Linked DNA regions of Sus scrofa: region 2 is linked to region 1. Evidence: chromatin contacts called from public Hi-C data. All regions are on one chromosome and are shown on one strand. Each heading gives the region's core, a stretch centred on a gene start, on an enhancer-like site or on the middle of the called end of the contact. The rest is flanking DNA. Distances are from core to core; before and after follow the strand shown. Region 1 has its middle 52 kb from the start of SLC39A8. Region 2 holds the start of SLC39A8 (zinc transporter ZIP8).

Region 1 (5,716 bases), core at 2,698-5,197:
AGAGATATGCAGCCATCATATGATGTAATTCCAGAGTCCGTGGCCAACCACAAAAAGAAACCTCACATCCTCTTGCAGTCGATTCTCATTCCTTCCTCTCCCTAATTCCCGGCAACCATGAATCTATGTTCCATACGTATTTCTCTATTCTGGAAATTTCATATAAGTGGAATTGTACAATCACGTGCTTTTGTAATTGGCTTCTTTAACTTAGCATAATGTTTTCAAAGATCATCCGTAATGTAGCATGTTTTAGTACATTGTATTGTCAAATAATATTCCATTGCATGGATGTGTTTATCCATTCATCAGGTGGGGGACATTTGGGTTGTATCTTCTTTTGTCCCATCATGAATGGTGCTGCTTTGAACACCCAAGTAAAAGTCGTGTGGGCATCTACTCTAATTTCTCTTGGGTTTACACCTAAGAGTAGAATTGCTAGGTCATGTAATAAAGCTACACTTAACATTTTGAAGAACTGCCAAACTTTCCCAAGGTAGCTGTATCATTCACAATCCAGTTAACAATTTTGATGGTTCTGATTTCTCCACTTCTTCTGCAGTGCTTCTTCGTCCTTTTTTCCTTCTGTTCCTCGGGCAGGCTATCACAATGACCTATCTCCAAGTTTGCCAATTCTTTACTTTTGGCAGCATAAATCATTTCAATTATGGTAGTTTCCAACTCCAGAATTTTTTGAAATAATTTTTATCTCTTTTTTAAAAATTATTATTACCTTTTGGCCACACCTGCAGCATGCAGAATTTCCTAGGCCAGGGATCAAACCTGAAGCACAGCAATGACAATGCCGAATCTTTCACCGCTGGGCCACCAGGGAGCTCCAGATAATTTTATCACTTTATTGATATTCTTTATTTGTGAGACATTGTTCTTATACATTGCACTTATTCTTTACATACAGTTTTCTCAGTTCTTTGGGCCTACGTAAAAGAACTGCTTTAAAGTCTTCATCTAGTTAATTTATATATATCTTCTTGTACTTTTAATCATCATTTTGTCCTCAAAAATCAGGAAAAATATTTTTAAAAAATTGTTTCCGATATTAATATGCCCAGCCTAATCAAGAAAATCTCACCAATTTTCTCTCCACTTCTATTTATGATTAGTACACCAAAAATCTTTATATGCAGTCATTAATTAATAAAACCTCACTAAGTCAAGACTTGGAGACAGAAAACCAATGCAGCTAACTTTGTTTTATTTATATCCTGTCTTGATAAGTAAAGAGAGAAATGGAGGCTGGAGGGGGCCTGCAGCCCTATGATTATCATCCTATTTCCCTTCTATCCTGCTTCTGAGCCTAGGAATTCTTCCTAATTTCTCCTGCCAGTCAGAAAGAAATACTATGCCACCTTGGAACACAATTCCAAGATGCATAGTCTAGGAGGTTTCCCAGTCGCAGACAGGAAGTGCCACATAATGCATAGGAACACAAAAGAGCCATGGCTTTTTGTATAGAAATTTTTATTTTAATTAGTATACATAAAATCCAGCTCTTCCTAAACTGTCAAAAGATTCTCTCTCTCTCTCTCTCACACACACACACACCCACACACACTATAGCAGAAGCATGAAACCTCATCTCTAGTGGCCAGGTTAATTTCTCCTTAGGGATCTTCCTTTTGAAAACTACTAGGTGGCTTAAGATAAGGGAAAAAGGAATGCCCTTTCACCTTTAACCTCCTGGTCCATTTTTGGACACAGCGCCTTCCCTTTATACCAACAAGTAAAACTGCAACGGTGCTAACATAGTAAACAAGACTTGACCAAATAAAAAGGAATAATTATAGGCAGGTTGATGGGAACAAAATATTTAACTAATGCCTTGGGTTTGGGTAGTCAACAGAAGTACGTTAAACCATATTCCTTCCCCATCCTTATTCTAATTCTCCAGAAGGAAAGACTCAATCTTGGTAATCTCAGGGCCTGGAGAATTCCTAATGGATTCCCTTGGAGATGGCATAGGGGGTTGAGGGGTGGAAGGTAGCAAGGGACTGAGCTTTTTGAGTTTGGGAACTAAGAAGAGATTTAGAAGGATGCTCACTAAAAATTGTCTCCTCAACACCCCCCCCAACAACGACAGAAAAGTCAAGCTTTTATTTGGAAGGTACATCAGGTAATCAGGCTAAATTTCCCCGAAGGATGCTGCCACTTTGGACAGAAAGGTAAATGGCTGACCTCTGGTAGGTGAGTCCCCCAACAGCAAGAGAAGGAAGAGGCTGCATATTCCCACAGCCCCCCAGAGAGATGGAGACCCAGACCCCACCCCAACGCAGCCCTCCAGGAGTGGCAGAGCCTTGAAAACGGTCCACGCTGCCAGAGCTGGGTCCTGGCACTGGGCCTCGGAAGCCCCAGCAGAGGTCCTTGTCGCTGAGTTTAGCACAAGAGAGGAAATTCCAGGCAGAGCCTTCCCACTTGGTCTGCACTGTAGGACCAGACCCGCAAAGAAGAGAGACTGTGACAAGGACACATATGGAAACCGCAGCCTTTCTCGGATTTCCTGGACTGCATAAGGCTCAGGGTTCCCATGCGATGTAAAGCATGTCCTGACGATTTATTTATTAACATGGGACTTCTTTTTTTTTTTTTTTTTTTTTTTGCTTTTCAAGCCCACACCCATGGCATATGGAAATTCCCAGGCTAGTGGTGCAATCGGAGCTGTAGCTTCAGGCCCACGCCACAGCCACAGCCACAGGAACCAGGGATCCAAGAACCGCAACATACACCACAGCTCACAGCAACACCAGATCCTTAAGCCCCTGAGCAAGACCAGGGATGGAACCTGCATCCTCATGGACTCTAGTCGGGTTGGTAACCTGCTGGGCACAATGGTAATTCCTGGAACTTCTTGTCCACACGAAGGGATGGAGGGCGAACCAGACAGAAAGTGGGGAAATACATTTTGAAATACCAAGCGGAAGCAGAGCAATGTCATCCTTTACCTAGATGAGAAGCCTGCAAAGTCTCATGTGTGCGTCTGAAGACGGGCTGGACCGCGGGGCCCGCGTCTAAGTGGCTGGGCCGTCTCCAACCCGCCCCCCACAAGCACAGGCCAAAGGCTCCTAATTCAGTTCAACTGAGATGCAGACTCAGACGAGGAGGGAAATCTTTTCCTCCAAACACTATGAGTCCAGTTCCAGCCTGAAAGCCTCAGCTCCCCAGAGGGTCAGGGATCACCACCCCTTTGACAGGAGATCGTGTCCCCCCTACAGGGTGTGGTCTGCCAGCCTCCACAAAGCCCCACGGTAGAACTGACTAACCACCCCATTCACCTTCACCCACACAGCAGCCATTCGAAACCCGTACACCCACGGGTGTTTGCTGGATGACAAATGATATGGATACGCTGTGACAGCCTGATGATTACAACATGCCTCCTTTTCAGAGGAACGCTTCTCGCCTAACCTTTCGTTCAACAGTGTTGGGGGGAACAGCTGTGCAAAGAGGAAAGAAAGCTGCTGTTCTCCTCTCCAGCACTATTAAAACCTGTGTTTTCAGGTTGGTGAATTTCTGGGGGTATGTTCTCAACACAACCGTTTCACAAAGGACTCTTGTTTTCAGATCTTGGGATCAATATTTCTTGAGATTAACACAGAGAGGCAGGCAAGTCTCCTGGAAATACACGAGCCCCAGCAGACTGACTCTTCCTTGGAAGCTCATGACAAAGCCTTTGATCTCCGCAGGCATGCCAGGGCCTTCCCGCAGAGTGGCCTTCCCACAAACAGAGCTTGGTAATTCTTCCCTTTGGGTAATTTAAACACTGCCCTCTAAAAGTTGCCCTGTTCTCCTTAGGGTCCTAAATTGTTTATTTGGGGAGTAGTTTATTACTCCCGTGCGTGCTGGCTTAATTATAACCACTGTACACCTAGACAACATGGCCAATGGCATCTATCTGCTTAATCAGCATTTAGGAAATAAAAAGCCCTTGCCTGTGTCAGAGAGACTGACCTGACGAAATATCTTGGAGGCATTCCACAGTACTAATTAAAATAATAGACATTGTCACATGGTGCAATTATTTTCCAGAAAACAGCTGACGTGTGCACACTCCGCTTGGCAAAAATCCTGGCCAATTTCGCAAGAATGTTTATTCCAGACTGAGATCATCTTTACAAAAAGAAAAAGAAAGAGAGACAGACGGAAGGGGTGGGGAGGAAGAGGGAGACGGAGGGAAGGTAGGAAGGAAAAAAGAATGGAAGGAAGGAGGAGGATTCCTTAATAATCGAGAGAGGACTTTAGATTTTAAAGTTGTGTTTTCACATTCTACTAGATACCTACATAATTCTGTAGTAAAATTTTGTTAATTACAGAAAGGATGGTTTCGTACCAATAAACTTTATTAAAAGTTTGAAAAATCTGTGAAGTAGTTCAAAGAGTTACCAATACATCATATATTTTTTTATTGAAGTACAGTTGATTTACACTATTATGTTAGTTTTGGGTGTACAGCGTAATGATTCAATATTTTTACAGATTATCCTCCATTTAAAGTATTATAAATTCTTGACTATATTCCCAGTGCTGTACGTGACACCCTGTATCATTTATTTATTTTGTACGTAGTAGTTTGTACCTCTTAATGCCGTACCCCTGTCTTGCCCCTGCCCCATCCCTCTCCCCACTGGTAACACTTGTTTGTTCTCTATATCTGTGAGTTTGTTTCTGTTTCAATATATTCACTCCTTGGCTTTATGTCATTTATTTTATATTCAGAATATAATACTTTGCTATTTATATTTAAACAAAAATTTTTGAAGCTTTAACAATCTTAGGAAGAATAACATGAAATCATGAAAATTATTACATATAGAGCAAATGACCTGGGAAGTGAGATACTTCATTTTTGCCAGAGAGATTCATTAATTTAAATATTCTAACTTCAAATTCACATTGAAGAATCATAACACTGGATTTTTTTTTCAGATTTTAATCATTTCTTCAACTAACTTTAAGGAAAATAATCAAGATGAAGTTACATTCAAAAGGTTTATGGAAGAGAATACACAGAGTGAACATTTACAAATAAAGAAGAGCATTATACAAATGCAGAGTCATGATTTACTCATTCCAGTTTTGCAAATGTCTAGAATACATCTGCAAATCATTTGCTTAGCCTTCAGACTGTATACATGCACCAGCAGGGCCACTCACACACCCAGGAAGATCAGAGCATTGTCAAGCTTGGAGGAAGCTGGGCTGCCATGCCGCCGATCCCTCATCTGGGAAGAGGAATTATACAATCCTTCAATTATACAATTATACAAATCCTTTCAAATTTAATTTGCTCCTGATTTCTGAATCTTGCTAAAAGACAAGAAGGATGATTTTTTTCCCCCCTTCCCTCTTGGTTTAGTCTTGAATTTTGACTGAAAAAAAAATTTTCATTCTTGCTATTTGTCTAAAGAGAAAGTTTAGTTAGGGATTAAAATTTACTATCTTTTAATTGTTTGGCTTAATGAAGATGTTGCGATTTTGGGTTCTGAAGGGGAAGAGTTTGTAGCTTGCTTCAAAATTTGTTGTGGTCCCCGAAATATCATTGTTAAGATATATCGTCCTTTTTGTTTATCTGTATTGTTTTTCTAGATGTCGAGTTGTAGAGAATTCTATTTGACTAGCACTTGATGGTCAGTACAGGTTTATAGTGAAAATTCCAGAGAATGGTGTCATAATTCAATTTTGAAGATCATGTATAGTTTTA
Region 2 (5,101 bases), core at 238-2,737, 53 kb before region 1:
CCTGGCGCGGAGGAGCAGCCGGGCCGGGACCTACCTGGTTGAAGTGCAGCTGCCCGAGCTCGGGGGCGCCCTCCACGGGGCCGGATCCCAGCTGCTCCAACAAGCGCCGGAGCTGCGCCACCGACAGGCTCCTGTTCGCGCCGAACACGCTCAGCACATCCTCGCTGAAGGCGAGCTCGGGCCCCGCAGTCTCTCCTCCGAGGCCGGCGGCCGCCAGCAACAGGAGCCCTGCCACCGCCCGGCCTGGGGCCATCCTGGCCGGGGCTGCCCCACGCGGGCCCGAAGTGCACAGGGACGCGCGTCGGTGCCCAAGGGCGCACGGGTCAGGCTTCGGCGCCGGTCCGAGTCAGCCTTGGCGCGGGGCGCCCCTGGTCCTCCGCCGCCTTTGAAAGAGCCGCAGCCCGCGATCTGCCGGGCATTGAAGTGACGGTGCAGCCGGGGGTGGGGAGCGATAGACAGAGCGGGCCCCCGGGCCTCCTGGAGAGCCTGAGATAAAGAGGACAAAGGGGGGACAGAGATAAAGGCCACCAGGCCACCCGCCGGCCAGCCCCGGGAGCACTGTGAGGCCAGAGCCCTCGAACGCCTGGCCGGGCATGGGGCCAACTGCCCCGGAGCCGGGTTTGCAAACGTCCCAGGTTTAGCGCACAGTGTGATGACACATGCTCCTTCCGGAGAGAAAGCCCCAAACCGCGCCACTTCTTAGGAAAAAGTAAAACCACACTGGCTGTCGAACCCCACCTCCTCTTCCTTTCTTTCTGCTTAATTCCTTCAGAGCAAACGTAGAAGGGGTGAGACGTGTAGTCCCCAGGAAGCCGCAGGAAATGGCCACCTCAGGGTCCTGGGGTTTGAGCGTCTAATCGGGACCCTCCCTCTCCCAGACCTCTTCTCCGCCTGGGCAAGCTAGTAGGTTAGCTACTTCTAACCTCTCACCTCGCCTGTTTGTTTCTTGTTTCTGCGTCTGTTTATGTCCACGTGAGTCACTGTCTGCCTCTCTCTACTCCCTCCCTCTTCCTCCCTCCCAACACTATCTCTGGCAAATCCGCTATGAAACTGGGAGATCCGGCTCTAGCTCTTAAACAGATAACCGGAGAAGGGCCCTGTCCCCGCCTCCCTGCAGCACGTGGTGACACACTCCCCATCCTGAACTCCTGCGCGTGTCCACGCCAGGGCGCACAGCCGCTGCCCTTTCCTCCTGGCTGGGGTTGAGCCCTCCCACCCTCAGCCGAGCGGCCTCCCCGCCCTCACCCCCAGAGGTTACCTGAATGCCACCTCCTTGTCGATATCCCTAGACTCCCTTCTGGGCTTGGTGGTCTGTTACCTTGTTGAAACCAGCTTCCTGGAATAGAGTGTGGAGCCTTTTGCATTGTCTAAGAGATTAGCAGGAATTGCTTTTTTGTCTTACTTCTTAAAGTCAGGAGCAAAAGGAAACCGAATCTGTATCGGTGGCAAGCTCACTGAGCCAGCAGTGCAGAGCCGGCCCTTCCTGACGCCGCACGGGATATCCGCAGATCAGAATGAATGTTTGTTTGTTCAGATGAGGGTTCAATAAAAGCTGATTTAGGTGTGAGGTCAACAAATTTGTGCAAAGTGAATGCGGTGTTTGGGGGCAAAGGTTGTGTCTGTTGGCTGTAACTGTCCAGAAATAAAGTGAAACCACGATTCACTCAGCTTAGGACAATAAGAGGAACTCAAAAATGTTCTTGTCTTTCACGAGGAAGAATGCACAGCCTCCTAAAACAGCACATTTTAAAAGATACACTAAGTCCAGACAAGGGGCAGGGGAAAGAATCTCATTTCTCATGAGGAACTTAGTGCAAGAAAGAGTCAGGGAGAGAATCTTCCTGAAGGAGGAAGCTCTCTAGTGGGACATAGCTGAGGTGCTATGGAGAGGGTTTAACTGCATTCTAACTGCAGAGAGCAGAAGGCAGCAGGAACAGGGCAGGAAGATTTCTGCAGAAAATAAGGCACACTTTGCTTTGGGAGGTAGTAATTTCACCACTGGAAAGTTATTCAACCCCATGGGTACTTAGTAGAACGATTGGTGCCTTGGAGGGAGATCAAAAAAATCTTCATGGTGTGCCCCTTCCAATTATACAATCTGTGTATTTGTTGATATTAGTTTACAGAATGACACTGACACAAAAACACCATCATCACCCAAGGATAGAAGTAAGTTCATGTCACACTTAAACTTCTTAAACTACACAACTGATGGGAACACGTCCAGATTATTCTTGGATTCTCAAATGTAGTTTGATGCCTGTTTTTCTTTTTGACCCCAGTAACTCGAAGTGATTCTTGGAAATCAATGAGCTTTCTAGATGGTTCATCTACACCCAACAAGTTGTTCATTCCCAGCTTCAACTGCAACATTGATAGTATGTTGGACTTTCCACAGATGTAAATGGGTTTCAAATAATATACATTTTATATTGTGAATTTTTAAAATAAAGGTTTATCAGCCATTCATGTCCTCTCTAATTCTAGATAAACAGATAGACAGACAGACAGACAGACAGATAAATTTTGCCAGCCCATCAACCTCAAATGGTGATAAGCAGTCAAATAAATAACAATCGACCTGCTTGGCAACTTTACCAAAAACAGTGAACATAACGTAAGCATACAATTAAAAGAGAGTATTCTGAAAATTACAACTAACTACTAAATTGGTGAGGCTCATTTGTAGAGCTTCCATTCTAATGAAATATAATCACCAAAGGACTACTTAAATAATGTTTTAGAGCCCAAGACACAGCATTCTACCAATAACATTATTGAAGAAAAGGACTTCCAGTCTGAAACAAGGTGTAATGTAAAGACTCATTTTTCTCAGAAATGTGCTTTTAAAAGTCAAGCCATTTTAAATGGTAATAATGAAGGGAACATGCCATGAGCACTGGCCAGGGTATAGACAGATGTTCTTTCTCTTTCAGAATTTAGCATGGGCAGTTAGAGGCTAAGCAGGGTGACAAAGATGTCGAGATTGGGGAGGAAACGTTGGAAATCAGAGGCTGTATCGCTAATGGGGTAAGCGTGTATTCACGCAACCCTGCACAGAATGTTCGTACCCAGGTCTGATGAATGAAACACCCTTCCCAGTGTGGTTTGTCAGAACCCAAGCTGAAAAAGGAGGGTATCTACACAAAGCAGTGGCCTGCTGTGGGCTGCCAAGAGTCAGAGCTAAGTTTGGAGGACACACTTGGATCAGAGAAGAGAAAGAGAGGCAGCCAAGGGTGGAGTCAGAGCCTGGGAGTGAGAGGAGGGCATCCGTGCTTGATGGTGGCCCCACACAGAATGTCTGAGATGGGCAAGGGTGAGGAGGAAGACCCTGCCCAGCACTAGCACGAGGTATGAACATCTGTGCAGTGAAGAGGTCAGCCTGACATGGGGCATGTGACAGTGTGATTTATAATAAGAAATACATGTGTGGGCTTCATCTCTATTTCAGGCGCAGAGCTCCTAAAAGCCTTGGAATTTCCTAGGTGATGAGGGTGTTAAAGGAGACTCTTGGACCCCCAACTAAGGACGGAGGTTAGTTGCTAGGAAAACCAACCATGTGATTAGAGGGTTGGAACTTTCAATTCCGCCCTCTTGACCTCTGCAGAGAGCAGAGGAGCTGCACATTGAATCAATCACCAGTGGTCAATGATTTAAGCGTCCATGCCTACATAATGAAGCCTTCTTAAAAATCCATAAGGACTGGGTTGGGAGAGATTACCAATGGGTGAACATGTGGAGGCATAGATAGTAGTGCAGTCAGAGAGGGAAGCTATGCCCCCTTTCTCCAAACCTCAGCCTGTGCACCTCTTCCATCTGGCTGTGCCTGAGTTATTTTTTGTAATAAACTAGGGGTGGAGCAAGTAAAATGTCTCTCGAGTTCTGTGAGTCATTGGATCCTCCAATCTATAGCTAGTTTATCAGAAGCACAGGTGACAACCTGGACTTTGTGACGGATATGGGTGAGGGGACAGTCTTATAGGGCTTAGCCCTAAAACTGTGGGATCCAACATTATCTCCAGGTAGATAGTGTCGGAGTTGAGTTGAAATGTAGGATATTTAGCTGGTGTCTGCCAAAGGCTTGGATGTATGTGGAAACCCATCCTTCACGTTGAAATTTGGAATTTCAGAATTATAGGAGGAGAACCCAAGAGGGTGAAGGAGGGAATCAGAAGCCAAAGAAATGGCATCGGAAACAGAAAAGTAGTTACATGTAAAGGGAACCATTAAATAAATACGTTAAAGATAATAGTAGCCAATTTTCTCACTGTCAGAGAAGGGAGTTTCAGACATCAAAAGGTAGAAAACTAAAATGAGCCCGTGAGGTATTGGAGATATAAGGGTTAGTTTGTGGTTTTCAGTATATTAACAAATGAAAATGGATATGTTACAAATTATCCCTAGCTCTCTCTGTCCAATAGGAGGGGTTGGAAACTACAATACCCTAATAGCAATAAGCATACCTAGGGCCCTGACCTTGGCTTCTAAAAACTATTCTCCATTAATAGGAACCAGAGCTCATTAGGAAAAGGGCTGATTCCAGGATTGGACAGGCAAAGACCAAGGTGAACCTGGAATCTCTTGCTGTGCCTGAAAGCAAGAAAGTGGTCAAAGAATGTAGGAATTACACATTAAAGTATTCCAAAATAATGGAGCATGAGAGCAGCAACTTATACTCAAATGGTTTGGGGAGGGGGGCAGTGGGAAAGATCTTTGTACTGTGCTTGCAACTTTTCTGTAAGCTTGTAATTGCTTCAAAACTTAAAAAAATAAAACACTGAGAGCGTTCATGTTGTGGCTCAGTGGTAATGAACCCAACTAGAATCCATGAGGACACAGGTTTGATCCCTGGCCTCACTCAGTGGGTTAAGGATCTGGCGTTGCTGTGAGCAGTGGTGTAGGTTTCAGACACGGCTTGGATCCCATGTTGCTGTGGCTGTGGTGTAGACTGGCAACTGAAACTCCAATTTGACCCCTAGCCTAGGAACTTCCATATGCTACAGGTACAGCCCTAAAAAGCAAAAAAAAATAAAATAAAATAAATTAGAAAATAAAATAAAACATTGAGTATGAATAAGAAAAGAAGATTTCTGCAACAAAT

The links. Hi-C and Micro-C count contacts between places; a contact is called where the count stands out from the background.
Region 2: a Hi-C map of liver shows a contact between it and region 1, with 7 times the contacts expected there. The contact joins the promoter of SLC39A8 here to the enhancer-like site in region 1. A contact is called at or near these places in 1 of 5 promoter capture datasets (liver), 7 of 47 Hi-C or Micro-C datasets (liver, retroperitoneal adipose tissue, skeletal muscle and 1 more) and 1 of 2 datasets of contacts at active chromatin or transcription factors (alveolar macrophages).

Annotation. Positions count from the first base shown.
Region 1 is chr8:118,549,947-118,555,662 of Sscrofa11.1, reverse strand. No RefSeq gene overlaps it. Among named protein-coding and RNA genes, the nearest start is that of SLC39A8, 52 kb to the left of the region's middle. Within about 2 kb of position 3,947, at least 17 of the 83 cell types and tissues checked have an H3K27ac peak or open chromatin away from gene starts, as enhancers often do. A contact at or near this core is called in alveolar macrophages, liver and retroperitoneal adipose tissue, where this site is marked.
Region 2 is chr8:118,601,238-118,606,338 of Sscrofa11.1, reverse strand. It overlaps SLC39A8 (zinc transporter ZIP8), which reads right to left and starts at 1,487. Exons shown (of 9, transcript XM_021101718.1): 1 at 1,259-1,487; 2 at 35-486. The coding sequence starts at 253.